Regions from separate parts of the Mus musculus genome. Here regions 1 and 3 are each linked to region 2. A link is a contact called in public Micro-C data. All regions are on one chromosome and are shown on one strand. The core of a region is the stretch at or near the end of the contact, and the rest is flanking DNA. Distances in the headings are between cores, read along the strand shown. Region 1 has its middle 27 kb from the start of Nyx. Region 2 has its middle 13 kb from the start of Gm34661. Region 3 holds the start of Nyx (nyctalopin).

Region 1 (4,381 bases), core at 1,442-3,941, 74 kb after region 2:
TTATAAAGAAGAAAATGAGATGCCAAGAGAAGAAGCTTGAAGGATCTTGAGGTGGGTGGGTTTTGGTTACTGGAGCTGCCTCCTCACTGACTGGCAGTGGGCCGAAACTTTCCTCTTTTCCTTCCACTAGGAAGAATACAAATTTTCTCATGCCTTGACACTTGAGACATCCAAGACACCCCTGTGCCCCTCCCCCACACACATTTGGGGATGCAGATGAAACTATCGATTAATCTAGCCTGGTGATGTGACTCAATGGTAGAGTACCTGCCTAGCATGCAGTAGGCCCTGGCTTTCTATCCTGACCATGTCAAAGAAAAATAAAACTTATTTTAAGTTACCCCTACTAGGATCAAAACAAATGAATGCACGACAATAACAAAACAACACCCCTAAATGAAAATAAAAACAAACAAATAAAAAAATCAATACCCAAACCAAATGACCAATCGACCAACCAAAAAACAAAACAAAACAAAACAAAACAAAACAAAACAAAACAAAACAGCAGTCAGGAAAGGAAAGTGTAGAGAATCAAACGGGCCATAAAACTCAGCCATTCTGAGTCTCATTCTCCTCTAACAATTTTTCATTGTGGATTATGTACAACACTGTTGGAGCTCAAAATGGAAGATATGATTGCTTATTTTCCTACCTTTTATAAGCCACTTCCATTTTCAGATGAAGGAAGCTGAGTAGGATGCCTAGAGAAAAATGCAGAGGAAAGCAGAGAATACTCTTTGCATCAGCTGTATCTGAAAAGGCCCAAGTGAGGACCATGTATCTTCAAAGGGATTGGGAAACATTGGCAGTATGCAGGAATGTAGCAAACCCATGCCCTCACCTGTCAATTCTCAAAGCTACCAGCTTTCTGTTAGCCCTTCGCCCCGCCACTTGTTTAGCTTGACTGAAGTTAAATCCAAAATGCAATCTCATCTCACACTAGACATTTGTGTGTTTTCCCCCCTAGTGAGTAAGGACTTTAAAAACAGAACCTTTATCATGTCCAACAGGAAACCAGTTCTAGAATGCTATCTGACACTCTATTTTGTTTCAGGCAAAGATTGTTCCCCAATTGCAGCATTACTTGATGTTTTCTTGTGTCTTTTGTTGTCTCTTTCCTTCCTTCCTTCCTTCCTTCCTTCCTTCCTTCCTTCCTTCCTTCCTTTCTTCCCCCTTCTCTCTCTCCTTCCCTCCCTCCTTCCTTCCCTCCCTCCCTCCCTCTCTTTCTTTCTTTCTTTCTTTCTTTCTTTCTTTCTTTCTTTCTCTCTCTCTCTCTCTCTCTCTCTCTCTCTCTCTCTTTCTTTCCTTCTTTCTTTCTTTCGAAGCCTCTTTTTTTTTCATTCTCTCCCCATTCTATTAATTTGGTGAGAAAAAAATGGATCATATGCCACATAGAACTTTCTAGTCTATATTTAGCTGACTGTGCATTTGTCTGGTGTCGTTCAATGCATTTCCTCCATCTGTCACATTGCTTTAAACAGTGGTTAGATGTGGAGGTTGAATTGGCTTTGCAATCTTTCTGCTTGTTTTTAGTTTGGTGTGAGTAACATTGGCACCAGAGTTGGCCATTCTCTGTTGTGTTTTTTTTGTTTTTGTTTTGTTGTTGTTGTTGTTGTTGTTGGGGACTAGACCTGGGGCCTTGCATATGTTAGACTCTAACTCTAGCTTTTGATTTGGTTCTGAGACCTTTCACAAGGTCTTGGTTAAGTGAGTCAGGCTGAGTTTAAACTCACCCACTCAGTGGCCCAGCTTTTATTTTGTAATCTTCCTGCTTCAGTCCCCTGAGTAGATAGGATTCTAGGCCAGTGTCACCAGGCCCTGGAGCTGTGTCATTATACTGCATCACATCACACAGGAGGAGGAGGAGGAAGAGGAGGAGGAGGAGGAGGAGGAATAGAATGTTCTGGTCCTGACATTTGGGAGCATGCTTAGATGAAATATTAGAATCCATGATGCTATTGCAATATAATGCCTTTTCCCATTCCATTGTTTTTGTTTGTATGAGCTGTGATTTAAAAAAAAAAAAGTGGTACAGATCCAGCTCAGAGGCTCAGACATGCTGGGCAAGGGCTTTACCATGAAGCCATGCTCTAAGCCCACTATGAATTTATCTATCTATCTATCTATCTATCTATCTATCTATCTATCTATCCACTTTACATCCCAATACCTGTCCCTCTCCTCCCAGTCTCCCTCCCACATCTTCTCCCCCCATTCTTTCTTCTTCTTCTCTGAGAAGGAGAATCTCCCCCTGCCTCCCATCGCCCCAACCTTGGCATATCAAGTCACTGCAGGACTATATGCATCCTTTTCTACTGACACAAGTTTTTCCAGCAACAGGGTTCCCTCATATTGTGCTTTTTTATTGCTTTTATTTCCTTTTCCAGGTCTTAAACAGTTTTATTCATTTCCTTCGACTGTTTAGTTGTATTTTCCTGTATATCTTTAAAGGATTTATTAGTTTCCTCTTTAAAGGCCTGTACATATCTGATTGTATTTTCCTGAAGTTCTCTAAGGGATTTCTTAGTTTCCTCTTTAAAAGCATCAATTATCTTTACAAGGATGTTTTAAAGGTCACTTTCTTGTGCTTTGGTTGGGTTAGGATAGCCAGGGCTTGCTGTAGAGATAGCTTTGCTCTGAAGGTGCCATATTGCCCTGGCTCTTGCTGTTTGTGTTCCCTGGATATTCCTGGTGTAGGAGGTATCAGGAAGGCAGCTCTAATCTGGATGTTTCCCATGCAGCAGGCCTTGGGTGGGCAGCCTTCGACTAGATGTTCTTGATGTAGCAGGCCTGGGTGTTCCTTCTTTGATTGGCTTGATGGGGGCTAGCAGAGCAGTGGCCAGACAATGGAGCTCTGACACAGCCAGCAGCTAGCTCAGAGCAACTGGGCATGCTGTGTCCCAGGAGAAGGGCAGGGGAACTGGTGTCTGGGTGGGGGGCACCTAACCTGGTTTTCATTGTTCAGCAGGCCTGATGGAGGCTGGCAGAGCAGTGGCCAGACCTATAATACTAATTCTTAGCCAAATCCAGGGATGAACGCTGTGAGGATACAATAGAGAAAGTAATTGGATGGAGAGTTATTTCCAATGACAGGACTGTTACCTTATTAGTGGGCATTACCTTATCAGTCCCTATGCTTGACTTTTAACTCTGATTAGGAATATAAATCAGAGAAGATGGAGACAGGAACATTTCTTTATTTGCTTTCTTTCTTTTCGTTGTTGTTGTTTTCTTTTGTTTTTGTTTAATTTCCCCTTAGAACTAGAACTAAGAGATGTCTGTGAGCAGCCATGTGAGTGCTGGGAATTGAATCAGAGTCCTTTACTAAGCCACCTCTCCAGTCCCTCAAACCAATAAAAAAAAAAATTAAAGGCAAGCTAAGGAGGTAAAGGTGGGCAGTTGAGTGATAAGACATAGTTTTATGATTACTGTCAAAGCTGACATCCTGAATCCCTATGGAGGAGGAAGGACAGTGATGAAGATGGCAAGCATGAGAGTTCCTGAGTGAGGTAACAGACATTTCTAGCTTTTTGGAGATTAGTCTTTATTATTTTTATTTATCTGATTGTGTGGATGAATGCCTTATGTGTCCAGATTCCCATAAAGACCAAAAGAGGGCATTGGATGTCCCAGAGATAGAATCACAAGTGGCTATAAGGCAGTCCCCATGAGTAAGTTTGATGGGAATATAAGTGGGGAAGATGCAAACAGAGCTTTTCTTTTGTTTTCTTTCTTTCTTATTGGGGGAAGGGCGTTCCCTCAGAACCAGAGCTAGGAGCTGGCTGTGAGCAGCAATGCGTGTGCTGGGAACCAAACCAGGGTCTTCTGCCAAAGCAGGTGGCCTTAACTGGTGAGCCATTCCTTCAGCCCCCCCGCCCTCCCCCCCAGGTGCTTATCTTTAAAAAAAAAAGTTACGATTTATTTCTTCTGTGGGCATGAATGGGTACCACAGGACCCACGCAGAAGAAAGTCAGAGGAAAATCTGTGGAAATCTGTCCTCTCCCTCCACCATATGGACCACAGGAATTGAACCCAGGTAATTGGGCTTTGTGGCAAATGCCCACTGAGTCATCTTGCTGGCCTGAGATTCATTGTTGACATTCCTGGTGGATATGAAGATATTCAGCTTATAATGATTCATGTAGTCATGCTTTGTTTTGTTTTGCTGTGTCTGTTTAAGTTTTGGCTTTTAGTTTCATCAAACCTTCCCTCACAACCCACAAGGACTTTCTCTTGATGTTTTAGCACTCAGAAAAACATTGAGATGCTATTGTTTGGGGTTTTTGTTTGCTTGTTTTTGTTTTGTTCCTTTTAAGATGGGATTTCTCTGGTAGCCTACTATCTTGGAACTCACTCTATATTTCAGGCTGGCCTAGAA
Region 2 (4,181 bases), core at 1,135-3,634:
AGTTATTAGCTCACTGTTTTGTAGATCAGAAGTCGGCTGTGGTCCTGCTAGGAGCCTTATTCAGGAATCTACAGGCTAAGACAGAGGTATTGTCAGGGTTGAAATCTTTCTGGAGGCCATAAGAAAGTCTTTAGTGATGGTTGGCAAAATTCAGGTCTGTTCAGTTGTAGGATGGAGACCTGCCTATTCTTTCTGAAGTCCAGTCAGGGGCCTGCTCTGCATTCTGGACCAGATGACCTCAATACTGCTCGAAACCTTTGTAGTGTTTTGGAATGCTGATCATCTGCTTCCCTTCCTCTCTGGTCTATGTAAAGCACTAAGAGACTTGTATGAAGCTGGGCTTGGTGGTGAAGGCCCACATTCCTGCTACTTTTAAATTTTAAAAACACTTTCTTAAAGATTTATTTTCTTTTGTGTATATATAAGTGTTTTGCCTGCATGTATGTATGTATACTACAATGATGTCTGATGTCTTTGGAGTTCAGAAGAGGGCGTCAGCTTCCTTAGAACTGGAGTTATAGGTGGTTGTGAGCCATCATGTGGGTGCTGGGAAATGAACACAGGTCCTCTCTAAGAGAAGCCCAGGCACTTACTGCTGAGCCATCTCTCTAGCCCCAGTTTCAAACTTTTAGACAATTGCCTGGGAGGCAGATGTAAGGGAATCTAAGATTCAAGGCTCACCTTGGTCACAGAGTGAGCTCAAGATTTTTATATGTTAAGGAGTGTCGCTTTCTTTTAAAATGTTTTCTTTGTGTGTGTGTGCGGTATATGTTTGTGTGCACACATGTGTGCGGGTATGCCTGTGTGGAGGCCAGAGGCTGACATTTAAGTGTTTATTGCATCTTCATACATATGTGTGTGTGTGTGTGTGTGTGTGTGTATAAAAGATAAGCTGTCCTGGAATTCTCTATGTAGACCAGGCTGGCCTAGTATTCACAGAGATCCACCTGTCTCTGTATCCCCATGTGCTGGGAATAAAGCCTTGAGCTATCACACCCAGCTTTTTGTTTTAGAGACAGGGTTTCTCTATGTAGCCCTGGCTGTCCTGGAACTCACTCTGTAGACCAGGTTGCTGCAAACTCAGCGATCCGCCTGCCTCTGCCTACAGAGTGCTGGGATTAAAGGTACGTGCGTGCCACTACTGCCAGGTTTTGAGGATGTTCTTGATGTAGTGAGGATGATCTTGAATTCTTGAGCCTCTCAAGTGCTGATGTAAGAGGCATGTGTCAGCACATCTGGTCTGCCAAGTTCTTTTTTACTGCAGAGATGCAAAGAAATTGCTGTATAAAAGTGAACATACGATATACACAAAACAAAATAAAAATTGAGCCATGTATTATAGCAAGCACCTGTAATGCACATGTGGGATGCTGGGGCAGGAGGATTGAGAATTTGTAGCTAAATGCTCTGCCGTGGAGCTATATCCCTAGGATTGAGAGTTTGAGGCCAGCCTGGTCACAAAAAACAAAGCAACCAAAGAAACAATAACAATAAAAAACAAAACAACAAAACCCCAGTTATCTAGTATAATTGAGATATAGATACCTTGAATTGAAAACTGAACTCTCCGTCTCAGTGGCTACACCTTCTATGTATACCACAAGTCGCCACCATCACACTTCTTTACCATTTCCCCCTTTGAGACAAAGTCTTGTGTAGCTCAGATTGACCTGGAAGTCACTGTGTAGCAGAGAATGGTCTTGAACACATGATCCTCCCGCCTCTACCTCCAGAGGAGTAGCAATAGAGATGCAAACCACCATGTCTGGGTTTACTATTATTATTATTATTATTATTGATTTTTTTGTTTGTTTTTTGTTTTTGTTTTTCGAAACAGGGTTTCTCTGTGTATTCCAGCTGTCCTGGAACTCACTTTATAGACCAGGCTGGCCTCAAACTCAGAAATCCGCCTGCCTCTGTCTCCCGAGTGCTGGGATTAAAGGTGTGTGCCACCACCGCCTGGCTTATTATTGATTTTTATTTCATATGCATTGAAGTTTTGCCTGCTTGTATGTCAGTGTGAGGGTGTTTGAGCCTCTGGAACTGAAGTTACAGACAGTTCTGAGCTGCCATGTGGGTGCTGGGATTTGAAGATCAGTCAGTGCTCTTCACCACTGAGCTACCTCTCCAGCCCCCCACCAGGTCTGCTTTATATCGTGTTGAGATATGAACTTAGGATCTCATGCACACATTCTACCAACCTTGCTACATTTGCAGTCCCCCCCCTTTTTTTTGAGACAGGGTCTTACAGTGTAGCCCAGATAAACTTCTTGTAACCATCTTTCTGCCCTAGCTGTTGAGGCCTGCTCCCCTAGCATAGCTGTAGTCATTTTGTTCCATGCCTGCCAGCTATTTCATATTGTTGCTGCAATATTCCTGGCAGTCACTGACACAGAAGAACAACTTGATTCAGAGCAAGGTCATGCTGATTGCGTATCTTGTTATGTTCTGTTTGAGGTCTGTTAATCGTAAGAAATTCCACAAAGCTTTATCTAGGACCCATCAAATTAAAGGTCAGTATGAACTGTTATGTCTAAAAGGACTTGAGTCAGAGCCGACCACCGGGCAGCACTTCTTGCACCTGCATATGAGCTCGGTGTGGTTTTGGCAGTTTTAGCCTTCATAAGCTAACAGAGAAAGATGTTTGCCTTCATAGCCTTCGCCCAGCATTCTGAGCTATGGCTCTGATCTATCAGTCTTAGGGTGTGCGTTCAGTAAATCATCCCTGTCCGACTGAAATTAGTGTTGGTGTGCTTTGTGGGTGACTCTTTGACCCCAACACTAGCCTCTCAAGCCCTGTCACCTTTTGAGGGGTATCCACCAGAGAAGACTGCTCGGACATGGGTTTAAGCCAATAGAAAGTCTTATTAGCAGGCAGCCACCTACATTGGGTGTTCAGAATCCCAGTGTAGCCCTGAGCTTTTTAACACAAAAGCCTTGTCCTGAGTTGACATACTTCAGTTAACATGCGGAGGCACAACTACAGGAGTAAAAAAGCAAGGTTAGTACATTTTGAGGCTTTCCCAAAATTATGGGCTTTAATGGATCAGGGCTTTGCTTTTGTTTTGGCACGGGGTTGAGTTTTACAGCCTAAATTGTACTCTCATCATGGCGTCAGCTGTGCTAAGGTCTTGGTGCTTACTAAGGTCTAGGTCCTGTACAGTTACATCCAGTTGTACTTCTCATTTTTGTATTATCTCATCTTTGGAAGATGTCTTTGACTTTGATTTTTTTCAGCATTCTGTGGAATTTTGACGAATTTGTATAATTCTGGTAACCAATTTTAAGTGTCTAAGAGAATATACTCGGCACCCAGCGGTTGTGTTATCTATTGATTCTAAACTAAGATTGTCTGGTGTTTTACTTCACAGCGACTCAAGTTGGCCTAAGGTAAAGAACTTAGCCAGGGCAGAATTCCGCCAGGCTTTGGAACGGGAAGAGAGCAGTTTGGCAGCAGCTGGCCAAGGAGCTCTGGGGAGGCAGAGCTGCTGTTTCTGGGAGAGTTGTTGGCAAGGAGAGCCACTCAGTCTCTGTCTCAGGCTATGTAGCAGGCTGGGAACAGACTGAGACCGCCTGTGTCTAGCCAGCAATAGCGTACATTGTTCTTTAACAACTACACGCTACATTTTTCTCCAAGCATATTAAATGTAACAGTTTAGTTTGTGTTTTGAGAAAGGATCTTATGTAGCCCAGGCTGGTTTCAAGATCTCTGTGTAGCTCAGGCTGGTTTCAAGCTCTCAATGTAGCCCAGGCTGGTTTCAAGCTCTCTATGTAGCCCAGGCTGGTTTCAAGCTCTCTATGTAGCCCAGGCTGGTTTCAAGCTCTCTGTGTAGCTCAGGCTGTTTTTGAACTTCTGGTCCCCTGTTTCCACTTCTCATGTTTTGAGATAACAGATATGCGCCAATATACCTAATTTTTAATATCACTTTTATAATTCTTGTACTTGGTTGGGTATGGTGGCACATGTCTTTAATCCCAGCACTCAGGAAGTAGAGGTAGGTGGATCTCTGACTTCCAGGCCAGCCTGGTCTACAGAGTGAGTTTCAGGATAGCCAGGGCTACACAGAGAAACCCTGTCTAGAAAAACAAAACAAATTTTTGTACTTGTATTTTCATTGTTTTCTCTGATTTCTTATTCTGTTTATGAAGGTATCTCTGCCCCTACACATTATCTTAGTTAG
Region 3 (4,332 bases), core at 477-2,976, 100 kb after region 2:
GGAGGGGAGAGGAGCAGGGAGGAGAGGAGAGGAGAGGAGAGGAGAGGAGAGGAGAGGAGAGGAGAGGAGAGAAGAGGAGACAAGAGAAGACAAGAGAAGACAAGAGAAGAAAAGAGAAGAGAAGAGAAGGGAAGAGAGTCACATATAATCCAGGGTGGCTTCAAATACAGTTCTTCTGCTTCAGCCTCTTGTGTGCGGGCTTTTAGTTATGCATTGTTAGTCGTACCACCAATGATATACTCTCTATAATGTTATATATATTTTAATTTTACTTCAAACTATGTTTATAATTGAAATAGAATCATACCACTTTCCTCCCTCTAGCACTTTCCAGCTACCCTTCCCTGATGCCCTCCTATGTCCTCGTATACTCCTAAGTAGATAGCATATTTTATTTATTGTTACATACATATTTGTGTGCATGTGAGTATGAAATATGCACGCGCGTGTGCACACACACACACACACACATATCCAACCTGCTCAGTCCATTTTTGTTGGTGATGTGTGTGTGTGTGTGTGTGTGTGTGTATGTGTGTTCAAGGCTGACCATTCTGCATTAGACAACCAATTAAGGATGCTCATTACTGGGAGAGGCTAGTCATCTTTCCCAAAGCCATTAGTTGCCTGTAGGTAGCTCTTTGCCTAAGGATGGGGCCTGGTGGATTTCCCCTTCCCTGAGAACATGTCTGTGATATTACCTTTGTTCTGGTTTGTTTATGCAGTCATTTGTAGGAGAGACCATTTCACAGCAGACTTCCTTCTCTTCATCGATGCTCCCTGAGTCATAGATGCAGGAGTGGTGGTGTAGGTGTATCCATTGGGCCTGAGCTCCCTAGAATCTATTGCTCCAGTTGTGGTTTTCTGTGGTAGCCTCCATTTGCTGTAAGGAGAGGGTTCTTTCACGAGGAACGGTAGCCACATGTATCCAGGAAAGGCGACTCTCAAACCTAACAGGATTTTAAATTCAAGTCCAGGTGAGGAAAATGTTTTAAAGCTCACCCATTTTTTCAAATAGACGCCTCAGGGGTTTTGTGGGGTGGAAGATCCCATCCCATCTCAGGCCCGACAGACTTCTTTGTCCCTAGATCCATTCCTTTGACAGGTGGAAAGTGGAAGCCTTTGTATCTTTTCTTTGCTGGTCAGCTTCAAGCTCTAGCCTCGTGTATGTCTGTCAAACACTAATTTTCTAAGTGGCAAAAGGTGCCTATCTGAGAGCAGCAGGGAGGCCCAAGCCTCTCCCAGCATTTGTTTTTCTGACAGGTCATCAGCAGAGACTCAGTTGCCTGGTGGCTCAACATTGCACAGACTCAGGTATCTTCGATGGCTTGTCTTCTGAAATCAGATGTTCCGGGATCTTTTGCCTGCCTTGAATACCTGTGATAAGAGAATTCTGAAACTCTCTAAATTAAGTTACAGGCCAGAGAATGGAGGAAGAGATCAGATGAGATTATTTTAACTGACAGCTTCCAGCTAAATCAACAAAGAAAAGGACAAATCTGCTGCACTGCATTGTTGCCCTGTGTGCCGAAGACTACCCATTGAAGGTCACCTCACTTTCAGCTTTCAGAACGGACTTGCCAAAATGCAGCAATTCTGCTATGGACTGACTAACCCTTCACTCCTGGGACTCTGCCCAATTCCTCTTATCCTAGTCCTTCTGATCACAGATCAGAACAATTCCTTTCTTCCCCCTAACATTTTATTCTAAAGCCTCTAGCTCCTTAGGTCCATAACTACTGATTTCAACTGTTGTCTGGCCGTGCTGCTGGTGGCTTAGGAAACCTGTCCCAGGACCTCTTTCACCTCTTAGCATGTGTCAGCGCCATCAACCATTGTTTCAGAGGCCTCTTTGAGACTGGGACATTGATTTGATACTTGGCAGTTCCCTGCTGCATTGAGTTTGGGTCTTTTCCTTGGGCAAGGCAGATGGGCCTACAGCTCTATTTTTGGAGGCCACAGAGAGTGGCGATTTCACATGCAGCTCCTGGAACGTGCATTTTGGAGTATTAGGGCAGCGAGTCTGTTGAGAAGCACAGCAGAAGAAATCCTGGGCCAACCCTTTATGTGCTGTGTCAGACTGGCTTATTATCCACCCTCCTGACTCCAGGGTCAGTCAGGTGAGTAGGTCACTGAAGGACCCTCTCCAGAGGGACTTTTGGCAGGCTGTCCTTTGACCAGGGCAGCTAGCCTTCCAGCGACTTCAGGTGCGTGACTAAGATTTCCGGCTCAGGCGTGCCCCGGGCCTTTCCGGGCCAGGCAGCCGCCCCCGCGCCGCCATGCTGGAGCCTGCTTCCTGGCGGGGACGATAAGATAGGTTGCGGTGGCACTGGTCCAGCGCTGGAGCTTCAGCGCCCTCTGATGGGCAAGCCTGGGAGGGCGGGGCCCATGCTCGGATGCCCCGCCCCACCAGACCTTGGGAGCGGGCGGGGCTGCAGCACGGGTTACCCGCAGTGGCTGTCCAGGTTTCGCAAGGACGTGACCTTGAGAGGGAAAAAGTCCCCTGGTGCGTCACGAGTGGTTGCTAACCCGGGCTAGCGAGCTGAACTAGTTTTCGAAATCCAGAGAGGTGGGAAGGAATAGGGACTTAAACGTTCATACTGGGGACTCGTGGCCAGCTGCCCCTCTACGACCGACCGCCAAGGCACGCTTTGTGCGCAGGACCCGGAATCCGGTACGAGCCTGCATCCCGACTTTGTCTGGGCCTGTCCTTGGGGTGACGTCATTCTGAGAGTCAGCAGAATAAGTAGCGTCCCCTGCTGCAGTCCAGAGCTAAGGCTGTGAATTCAGGTCGATTCCCCCAGCCCTACAAGGAGCCAGGGATTCCAACAAAAGGATGGTTTCAGCTAAGGCAGTTTAGGGGTGCCTCATCCTGATCTCACATAGGCAGTGAGGGTGACTCTTTGGCTTCTTACTGGAATCTCAGGAGAGAAAACAAAAAAAAAAAAAAAACAACAAAAGCAAAACAACAAAAACCAACCATAACCTAGGCGACCAATTCCTTGCTCTGCCTTCAGCATTGTAACCTCAAGTTTTCTGAAGAAGCTTCGTCTGATTAGAACAACTTGGTGTGGAATTTTGTGAAAAGAGGAGAGTCAAAATTGACTTATTTTAGAACCTTTAATAACCATTTACTTTATTTTTTTATATCTGACCCAACATGTGTGTGTGTGTGTGTGTGTGTGTGTGTGTGTGTGTGTACGTGAATGGATGGCTCATGCCCACCAGTGCACTTGTGGAGTGCATGTGGAATCCAAAAGACAACCTTGGGTGCCCTTCCTCAGAAGACATCCAATTGATTTATTTTGAGACTTGTCTGAAGCTTGCTAAGTAGGCTGGCTTGGCTGGCTTGGCTGGCTAGTGATCTGTCTGTTTCTGTTACCATGTTGGGTTGTTTTTTTTTTTTTTTTTAATGTGGTTTCTGGGGATCCAACTCAGATTTACTGAGTAAGCTATCTTCCCAGCCATGACCTAAATTCTTTACAAATTAAAAAAAAAGTGTTTGTATTTGTGTGTGTAGGTGTGTGTGCCACCTTGCATGAGTGGAAATCAAAAACCAACTTACAGGATTCTCTCCCTCCACCATATGGGTCTGGGGGGAATCCAACTCAGGTTATCAGGTTTGGCAGCAAGCACTCTTAATAGCCGAGCCATTTTACAGGCTCCTGGCCCAACGTTCTTGTTCAGAGAAGCCCTCATCAGTATATCACAGAACTTAGCAGACCTTTGACCTCCACCTACCCTAAAACAAAGCACTCTAGATGACACATACCTATGGAGCAGCTTTGTGGCTGTGCAGTTGCCAGGCTACATGATGTTCCTACCAATGTAATTGAAAGTTTATTGACTTACAACTTTACATTCTTCTGTGACTATACAGTTCATGTCATCTCTTCTACTGTGGAATGTGACATTCAAGGTTCCCAGGCCATATGACTCAGAATAAACTATTTTCTTACTTCCTTTATGTCAACACTTGGCATCTTGAGCAACAGGTCTCTTGCAGTTTCTGAGCCCTAGTTTCCTTACATGAGGAATCTAGAGTCTGGGTTAGACTATGAGGCACAGAACTTCAGGGAGTCCATTTGAGACCAGAAAGTGAGAGGAAAAGGCAGGATAAAGGCCAATCTTTATCCTAGTTCTTTTATTCTAGATCCTTCGCTCATTTTCACACAGGCTTCACTTCAGGCAAACAGTTGAACACCTCCACCTAGATAGCAAACATAGGCTAGCCTCTAATATTTGTGGGATCTGGGGTTAGAGTATACAGGGAGGGTCATGTACCACGTGTCTAAACGTTTGGACGTTTTAAATATTTGAAAGTTATAGATC

The links. Hi-C and Micro-C count contacts between places; a contact is called where the count stands out from the background.
Region 1: a contact with region 2 is called in a Micro-C map of granulosa cells, with 2.6 times the contacts expected there. The contact joins two enhancer-like sites. A contact is called at or near these places in 8 of 484 Hi-C or Micro-C datasets (B cells, CD4 T cells, the HPC-7 cell line and 4 more) and 6 of 115 datasets of contacts at active chromatin or transcription factors (double positive thymocytes, embryonic stem cells and epiblast stem cells).
Region 3: a Micro-C map of granulosa cells shows a contact between it and region 2, with 2.0 times the contacts expected there. The contact joins the promoter of Nyx here to the enhancer-like site in region 2. A contact is called at or near these places in 14 of 39 promoter capture datasets (the 3T3-L1 cell line, 3T3-L1-derived adipocytes, cranial neural crest and 7 more), 32 of 484 Hi-C or Micro-C datasets (the AML12 cell line, B cells, the Ba/F3 cell line and 16 more), 13 of 115 datasets of contacts at active chromatin or transcription factors (T-cell acute lymphoblastic leukemia, acute myeloid leukemia, embryonic fibroblasts and 4 more) and 3 of 9 other capture datasets (adipose tissue, embryonic stem cells and liver).

What each region holds. Positions count from the first base shown.
Region 1 is chrX:13,432,165-13,436,545 of GRCm38.p6, forward strand. No RefSeq gene overlaps it. Among named protein-coding and RNA genes, the nearest start is that of Nyx, 27 kb to the right of the region's middle. Within about 2 kb of position 2,692, at least 2 of the 459 cell types and tissues checked have an H3K27ac peak or open chromatin away from gene starts, as enhancers often do. A contact at or near this core is called in granulosa cells, where this site is marked.
Region 2 is chrX:13,358,212-13,362,392 of GRCm38.p6, forward strand. No RefSeq gene overlaps it. Among named protein-coding and RNA genes, the nearest start is that of Gm34661, 13 kb to the left of the region's middle. Within about 2 kb of position 2,385, at least 4 of the 459 cell types and tissues checked have an H3K27ac peak or open chromatin away from gene starts, as enhancers often do. A contact at or near this core is called in granulosa cells, where this site is marked.
Region 3 is chrX:13,459,364-13,463,695 of GRCm38.p6, forward strand. It overlaps Nyx (nyctalopin), which reads left to right and starts at 1,727. Exons shown (of 4, transcript NM_173415.5): 1 at 1,727-2,120.